Regions from separate parts of the Sus scrofa genome. Here region 1 is linked to region 2. A link is a contact called in public Hi-C data. All regions are on one chromosome and are shown on one strand. The core of a region is the stretch at or near the end of the contact, and the rest is flanking DNA. Distances in the headings are between cores, read along the strand shown.

Region 1 (4,357 bases), core at 784-3,283, 220 kb after region 2:
AATTGACCCACATGAAGAGTGGGATGCTCTGATGAACCAGTTTTTCCAGGAAGGTCAGGCTCATCAGAAACAAGACCTTTTTGTCTCAACCCTTATTGCAGAAAGACTTTATCAAGTGTAATCACTTTGTTCTTCCATTGAAATCTACTTACCAAGGTATAAACACTACAATTAAATCTTTCAAAATGGAATCTCTGGAAAGCCATTGGGTGATCAATCTCCACCTCACTTCTTACCCAGCACTGCTCAGACTGACTTAGGTTATGATGTAACCCAGGTCTGCTGTTGCATATTTACCTTGAGGCACTGTGTCATTCCCAGAATTAATCACATACTTAGTTCCATACAAATCTTCGTTTACAAGAGAATCATGAGGGAATTAAGATTGTTTTCCAGTCTTTCAGCTCTGTAAAAGCTACTGATGGGGAGGAGAGGGGACTAAAGAGCCTCCACAGTACAGGAGTCTGAAAGCATGATTGTCACCCCAATACTGGGTACCTTCTCATTCCCATACAACTTTGCCTATGCTGTTTCCTCTGCCTGGAATAGCATATACTGTTGTTTTGGGGTTTTTTTTCCATCTTGAATGTGAACTCAGGCCTCAAGATTTAACTCAACTGCTATTCAATCTACCTAGCCTTTTCAACATCTCCCAAGCTCTATGAAAGACTGGAATGAAAAAGACTGTGAGCTTAAAGGGTATCTAAACGATCAGCAAACATTATTAATACATTCATATGGTGGCATTTTCTATATACAGGGTCTTTGCTACCTGCTTTTGTCCTTGTGGCTAGGTTGGGCTTTTCCCCTAAACACTGCGATGATGCCCAAATGTAAAATCTTCAAATGCCAATTACATTGTTTTTTTTGTCATAACTGTCTTACATCTGTAATAGAATTTAATTTAAAAATATTTTTTCTTAAGTTGATTTTTAAGACATAGAAATATATATTTTAAAACTAAGCTTTAAAATATCTACTTCAAAAACAGTATCACTTGCTCTAAGCAGAAAGTATTCTTCAAAAAAAACAAATAACTATAAAAACAAAAAAAGTGTTATTAAGTTCTAGATAAAACCATTTCATGGAATGACTTTGGGCTTAAGGTTCATTTTGTTTTTGTTTTTGTTTTTTTGTTTGTTTTGTTGTTGTTGTCATCCAAAAGGGAGATTAGCAAGTGTTAGAGAGGAACTGAAGACTGATTCGTACTAAACTGAGACTGTTTTCTCAGTAAATTTAGGCTAGAAGAAGAATTAAAAATGGAACCATTCCACACTTACGTGATTCTTTTTTTTTCCTTTCAAATCTTTTTTTCCCCTTTCTTTTTCCTTCTGAAAATTATAATTTTGTCTCAGTTAATGTTCTTTATATGTATATTTTGGTCATGCCTGCAGCATGTCGAAGTTCCCAGACAAGTTCGAATCCCAACAGCAGTGACAACACTGGATCCTTAACCCATTGCAGCCACCAGGGAATTCCTAGGTTTCTTGAATGCCGTGTCTTCGACCATCAGTGTTTGAGCCCACATTTGAACACTGATGTTGTATAAAGAGAGCAGAACAAACAGGGGGCTTGGATTTCAGCTCCATTTTCAAGCTCCTACATTTGTTACATTAAAACAAGTCACTTTTCTATCCACTGCTCCTCCACCCCTCTTTTCTTATTTATAAAAATGAAGAAATTGTTCATTTCATTCTCAAAGAGTTTATTATCCTTCTAGGTGAAATAGTTTACCTTTATCATCATTTATTTTCCAGACTCTGATTCAACCAACAAAATGTGTGGAGCCCCCACCAGGTGTAAGCACTGGGAGTGGGGCCCTGGAGACGTCATCCATGCTCTCATAACGTTTAGCATCTTTCTGTCTCCCTTTAGCACTTTCCCCTTTTTAAAAAGTAGAGCCAATTAAACACCTAGCTTATTTGTTTCAAAAGATGTGCTCAGTTTAAAGTATATTTGAATCTAGAGCTTTTCTATAACACCCTATGCCTCCCAAACTTCGCGCAGCAATGGTCAAGATTGCGGTGGCAGTTTCCCCGAAGCCCACTAGAGGGCGCGCACATTTTTCGATTCCAAAAGAAAGCACTCTTTGGGTACTTGCCCCTGAAATTTGGAATTGGTGTCTCCTTTCCTCACTTTTCTCTTCAACTAGGGGCAATTGCGGTGAGCCCTTAGGTTCTCTCACTCCACCAATCCACCCTCGCCCCATGCAGTGACTCCTCATCTGCCATTACGAAGAATTCTTTTGCTCCCAAAACCACAAAAGTTTTGCTTCTGACTGTTCTCAGCATTTGCCCTTTTGACATTTTAGAAGAAATAAGATCCAAGTTTGATGTTGAAAAGAAAGCATTGATTTCTTTAGTGGGAGGATTTCTTCTCCCTATTACTGTTTTCCCTAGCTGTGGGGGAAAAAGCTCCTCTGAGGATTTAAAGCAGTTCCTTTGAGCTAAAGATCTTTCTGAGGACTAACAGAGCTGCTTCTGAGAAGATCTTTTGGAGCTGACATTGGGTCCCTTGTTCAGCAGCATGTTGTATTTTTGAGGCCAGCCTTTTCCTCTGAGTTTTACGTTCTGAATTGACAAGCTCTTGATCTCAAACATTGGAGAATACACTCCCAGACCAACCCGCCTCCCAGTCTTGAGCCAAGAGACACGTCTAGTAGTTTACCCCAAGTTCTGTGCCTGGTGGGTGGCCCCTGGACCTTAAACTTCACCCTCTGTTTGGTTCCAGAGTCCTCTTACCTCCAAATACCCTTCGTGAGCTTTTCTTGAGAGTCAACAAAGACATTAATGAAATAAATTGTGGGTCTGCCCCATTGCACATGGGAATGAGATTAGCTCCTGCATGAGGAACTCTGCAGTTGTGGGGAAGACTGGGGACATGGCTCGAGCAAAAAGAGTGGGGCACAGGGCCTGGCCCACCCCTTTCAGTGACTCTCAATCAGCTTGCTCTTTCAGGAGATGAACAACTTTTTTTCTTTCTTTTTTTTTTTAAGAAAGGTGTCAGAAGTCTTCTGAGACTGCAGCTTTATGCAAATATGCTACTCAAGAAAAAGGCTTTAGGGGAGAGTTATTTATATCCCGCAGGCATTACACATGCAAAAGGTGAAACTGTGAATCTCTGCGTCTCCAGGAGTGGATGTTCTCATGATGAGCACATCCTTGCTATTTTGGTGGCACACAATTCCCATATCTAACTGTCAGATTGTTCCAGGCAGGAGACTACAGAATCATTCAGTAATTTTAGACTGACCCTGTACATTTCTCTCCAGTGGGGCTTCTTGACCTGAACTTTTCCTGGGGATTAGATTTACTACCGCCGTGGACCCTCCAGTAATAGGTGCCTTCATCTCTGTCTCCTAAACAGGTGCAGGACTCGGTCATTAAAAAGTCATCGTGTGGCACATTTATTGCCCTTTGGCTTTCATGTTGACTCCTGGAATTAGCAAAGAAAATGGCCATTTCCCTAGGAATTATTGCCCCGCTCTGTTGCTGGCTCGCTCTACCCAGAAATATAGACCATGCTCCACGTTGACGTATACAATAATCACTTCAGGAAATTGCTTTCCCTATTGGAAACGGAGAGCTCACCCTGGAATGTTTCCACAGCACAGCTGATGATAATTACGACTCACTGAAATTTTAGTTTTCTTTGATTGTGACATAAAAACTGGGACATAAATTAAAACCCAATTATCCTTTAAGGGTAATTGGGGTTATAAAACCAAGAGACAGCGAGTCAGTGTGTGGATATCGCGGGAGCAGAATGTCTGATGGAACAGTATGCGTTCCGTCTCCCAAGCAGCCTTTCAGTAGAACGCACGGGGGTAAGGTAATCTTTGCCCACAGTGTGCCAAGAGAGAACCTCGGACTGGGTGACAGCCTTGGAGACGTGCAGTGGGCTTCTAGGACATCTTGGAATGATTAAAATAAGCAAAAATGGCCATGAGAAACTTGTGGCCTTTACCTGCGAAGGTGCGGGGGCTGGAGTGAGGCACTCAGTGCCAAGACAGCCTGGACCGACTCTGCACACATGGACATGGCAGCTATTTCCACCTTCGAGATGGGTGCAGTTCTTCAGCTTCATGCTGTCTACATCATCAAAGTACACGCGGGGAGGTAGAGCTTTTTTTTTTTTTTTTTTCCCACAAACTGTGTGATCTGCAAAGCTGCAGAAAAAAAAAAAAAAAAAGATTTTGGTAAATCAAGTCTTAAGTCCAGTGCACTAAGGGGAGCTCACCGGAGGAAGTCTTGGATGAGTCTCTAAATACAGGAAATGCCCACACACCTGCAGATGCCTCCCGGTCTACCTCTCGAAGAGGCATATTTGCAGATGCTTCAGGTTAAATCACATCCCC
Region 2 (4,568 bases), core at 731-3,230:
AAACTATAGGTAAGAATGCAGCAGTGCCTGAAGCATAAGAAGAGCCGTGAAATGTTTCTGATAAAGTAGTATTAATCCATTGTTCACATAAAAATATCTGGAAACTGAAAACACCATGTCTAAATTGTGGAAAACAGTACAAAACAGGAAGTTCCTTCTTATCAGATTTGGGACATTTTCTTACTAATTTTAAGGTACGTTAGCACTGGTGGTTTCACAGCTAACCAAGGCACAGTTTCTATTTTAGCTTTCTTTTCAGAGCTTCCTTGGACCTTTTAAAGAATTTACCTCCCTTCAGAGACTACAGTTATACTTTTGACCACGGGATGGAGTGAAAATAAACAACCAAACAAACCAAAGACCCTGGAGGAGGGAGATCAAGAAAATAAAAAATGCGAAGACAAGTGAAATGGATCGGGAAGGCCTGGAACTCAAGTATGGGAAGTAAAATTTCCAATTCTCACGTGTCCTTCCTAGAGCCAGTACTGACAACAGATCCCTGCTCAGGCCCTGCCTGTCTTTGTCACTGTTTTTGTCATTGTTGTGGTGGTTTCCGAGCTTTTCTATCTCCAGAAACTTAGTGCTTCAACAACGACAGTAAAGTGAAGGCGAAGCTATTTCTTTCGAATTAGGCTCCCCTCTCTAGAGCAAAATTGCCATCGAGAGAGAAACCCTAAGATTAGTGAGACTAAGGAGGGATGGTGCTACCACAATCTCTGCAATTTCTCTGTGGGAGACGGAGAAGATATGAAATTATTTCCTTTTACACAGCCAGGAAAACAATGAAAGACTGGTTATATTATGTGCTCCCCCCCAAAATAAACATAATGATGCTTTCTTAAGTGGTGCCTTGCTCTATGACCAACGTGCAAGTCATGAGTTTCCTGGGTAAGAAAAATATATGGACCACACACACGCAGCTATCCCTTAGATGTGCGGCTTAAAGAAAGAACTGATGGAATAAAACATCTTCAGCTTATGGTAGATATCGTGCTTCCCTGAGAGATGAAAGAACTTTAACACTGGAAAGTTCTAACTTTAGATCTTTTAAGGCTCCAGTGGGCAACAGCCATGTAGCATACTATAAACAGACCACGACCTCTACATCAGGGAAAAGAGACTGATATTTATAGGCTCTTCCACAGAGATTCTCTAGAGCCTAGCTTAATTTCAATCATCTCTCTGTGTAGTAACAAAAAAAAAATGTATCCATGGAAATGTGTACTAGAAACCTGGTTCCCTGTCTTTTACACATGAGGTTACCACTGCCAGTACCTTCTTATATTCTAGAAGGAGAGGTTCAAAGAATGGCTGGATATTGTACAAGCGATGCAGACATTAGAAAAGGGATTGGGTTTGATGAACTTGGAGGTCCTTGTCCACCCTAGGATGCTGGGGTTCTGTGTCTTCCTCTTTATTCAGCTGTGATGACACTTTTCATGTTTCCACGTTCTAGAAGGTCATTCCTCTAGGACCATGGCCAGTGGGAAATGTGTGTATCTGCGTGTGGAGTTAGTGTGTGTGTGTGTGTAAAAATAATTCAGGAGAAAATTAACCAATCTGCACATTCAATAGAAAATAACCAATTAATAAACTGATTCATCTTGGTATTAAAACATTCAACTCCACAGGATACTGTGTAAACCTAACCCAGTCAATACCACCCAGAAACTTAGGTGTCTCATACGAGGCGACCAGGGCCAATTTGCAATTGGAAAAATGAAAACTAGAAGCCAGAGTCAAAATGTTACATGAGGACACAGGTCTCTGGCATTGGTGTTCCACGATTTTCTCAGTAAACTCCCATTTCTTCATGCTGGTGACAAAGACCACTTAAGGCCGAAGTTCCAACCTGCAAGGGACGGTCATCATGACGGCCTGGGGGGAATCCAGAACGAGAGAGGTGGTCGCTGTAATGCCAAGAAAGGTAAGCAGTCCCGAGCAGATTTCAGTGTTATATATATTTTGTCCACAAGATGGTAGCGTCCACTTTCCATTTAATGTAAAGCTGGCCCATGATCCTGACTTCCCGTAAAGTAGGGAATGGTTTGTGTTGAACAGAGGCAGCCACTCTGGATACCCTTCAGGATTTTTTTAATTATGACTGTGATGAATTGTTGATGTGGAGTACATTTAGCTTTGCTATAGCGAGGTGGTGATTCGTCCGAAATAAAGAAAACTCGGAGATGTATTGCATTCCAGGCTCTTAAAGGGAATTTGAGAACTGGGAATACTTTAGACATCTAAAAAACACACCAAGGATCAGATACTGACATTTTCAAAAATACTACCTTAGTACATCATGCAAAGGACGTTCAGGATGTCAAGTTCAATTAATCTTGGGTGAAGTTTTGCACAGTATCGAAGTTCCTTCCATGAAACTAGTTCAAGTGGGCTATAGGTGGTTTCCCCTCAAATCCAGGGGGAAAGCTAGACCTTAGACGCTATGAAATTTCCATGAGCTAAATAAGAGGGCAGCATCAGCAAGCTGGCCTGCTCTGCTGCTCTGTGCCTCCCTCCCTCATGCAGCCTCCATGCCAGAAGGGACAACACAGATGGGAAAAACATCTGGCCCCGTCTGCCTCCATGGACCAGAGGGCCTTCTTTGAGGTTCAGGTCTTGGGCGCGCATCATTTTTTTTAACTCTTTTTAAAATGAGGAGCTCAAGTGGGATTTCCTTTCATCTTACTATATTATTTTCAAATTCAATTAGGTCTAATGCTCTGTATCAGAACCACAAAAGCAAGGCTTCAGGGCATCTAAGCCACTTCCCATTCTGTTGTCCAGAACAGCTGAGCACCCCACCTAAGAAGGAGAGAGGGAAATAAGCCAGGAACAGAAGCTGGGACAAGATAATGGCAGAGGAGCAGGAGGCGCAGCCCTGTGGCCCCGGCGCTATGGTTGCCTTTCCAGCAGGCTCCAGAACCAGGTCAAGTCTCTCCAGCCCTCCTAGGGTCAGCCCTCATCCTAGCTATCCATTTGATATGCCCTACTCCCTAACAGGCATCCTTTGACCTAACCTAGAGAGCACCTCACGGTACCTTTAATTTTTCATATTCTTGTCTTTCGTATTTTTTTTCGGCTTCAGTAACTCTGACCTGAATCAGAAACCCCATAGCTCCAGCTTGCACACAAGAAGCATTCATGCATCAAAGGTCTCGAAGAAGAAATGCAAATAGTGGCTGTGGTGAAATTTTTTTTTTTCCAGGAGATAAAAGAGTATAGAGAATTGATTGGTTGAGAGAAAGAGAGAGAGACTTTAAGACAGAAAAATCAACGTTCGAGACTAACCATGATTCTCACTGGGTAACTCAAGAGCCTTCCACCAAAACTGGCTATTTTCTCTTCTAGGTGAATACTTTTACCAGTACAGCTGCCTAATTACATGGCAAGTCAATGTAAACTAACGAGGTTTTCTGTTCCCCATACCCCTGACAGGGTATTCTTTACATTGTAAATAATACATTAAATTATATGTGATGGACTGAATATGAGCAAGAGTTCATTTCAACAATGCCCCACTCTGAAACTTCTAGAAGCCCCAGGCCTGTTCCTGTGGAGGATTGTGAGGCTCTGCTCATGCCCGGCTGGAGCTGGGATGCTGCAGAAACGTGCGAGAGGCTGGAAACACCATGGAGAGAGGGGGCGAGGCCAGGGGAAGGGGATCAGAAGAAGAAGGGCTGACTCCCAGGGACCATCGTTAGCTCAGTGAATGGACTGGAAGCGAAGAGGGGTGTTGATTATCTCCCAAATTCTCTGCATTTCTGTGTTTGAGTAATAGAAAAAGTGCTTTCCTTCTGGAAGTATGCTCTGTCTACTGGTCTTTCCAGAGCGTATCAGACAAAATGGAAGGCTACAGAAGCACAGTTCCCCAGGGTGGAGTCAGGTGTTCTGAAGCACTTGTCATTCCTCATGCTCTTCTCACTCACCCGCTCAGTCAGCCGTCTGTCTGTCTGTCTGTCTATCTGTCTGGACTGTACTATACATATTCCCTTATAACTGGCTCTTTTTACTTAATGGTATGTCATAATCACAAACTTTTCCCCAGGCGATTCAGTCATTTTTCCTCAAATGTGATCTTTAATCCCCACATTACAATCTATCTATCTCACAGAAGTGCCAATTTTTCATTCATTTTCTTTTTTGGCCATTCCTTTCAGCTGGGCATCTAGGGGTCTGAGCAGCAAATTCATCTGACCAAAGTTGTTGGAAGATGGAGTGAAAGACTGATGCCAAAGCCATCGTCCCCTCCTTGCTGCAGAGAGGGGGAACCATGGGCTGCTGCACTGCACCAGCTGAGGCGGGATCTCACCCCTGGATGGGTGCTCAGGACACCTGCCAACTCTGAGAGCCTGAGATTGCTGCCAGTCACCCACACTGGAGCGCTGCAGGAGGAAAAAGCAGACAAGCGACAGGCTCCTGAGCTCCTGCTCTAAAATCGTGGACTCCTTCCCAGCGGAAAGGGAGTCTTGGTTTTCTGCTTGAAAGGACAACATGTCCTCGGCCTCACGGTCACCTGCAAAAGGAACTTCCAGTGGACCTAAGTCCACACAGAGATTGATGGGTGG

The links. A called contact is a pair of places that touch in the nucleus more often than the background predicts.
Region 1: a Hi-C map of embryonic fibroblasts shows a contact between it and region 2, with 2.9 times the contacts expected there. The contact joins two enhancer-like sites. A contact is called at or near these places in 4 of 47 Hi-C or Micro-C datasets (embryonic fibroblasts, epiblast stem cells, fetal skeletal muscle and 1 more) and 1 of 2 datasets of contacts at active chromatin or transcription factors (skeletal muscle).

The regions. Positions count from the first base shown.
Region 1 is chr5:81,770,433-81,774,789 of Sscrofa11.1, forward strand. It overlaps a transcript of IGF1 not described here. Among named protein-coding and RNA genes, the nearest start is that of IGF1, 8.6 kb to the right of the region's middle. Within about 2 kb of position 2,034, at least 8 of the 83 cell types and tissues checked have an H3K27ac peak or open chromatin away from gene starts, as enhancers often do. A contact at or near this core is called in embryonic fibroblasts, where this site is marked.
Region 2 is chr5:81,548,436-81,553,003 of Sscrofa11.1, forward strand. LOC106510404 (a long non-coding RNA gene) reads left to right here. Exons shown (of 6, transcript XR_002344191.1): 4 at 1-435; 5 at 1,829-1,927; 6 at 2,788-4,568. Among named protein-coding and RNA genes, the nearest start is that of PAH, 170 kb to the left of the region's middle. Within about 2 kb of position 1,981, at least 1 of the 83 cell types and tissues checked has an H3K27ac peak or open chromatin away from gene starts, as enhancers often do. A contact at or near this core is called in embryonic fibroblasts, where this site is marked.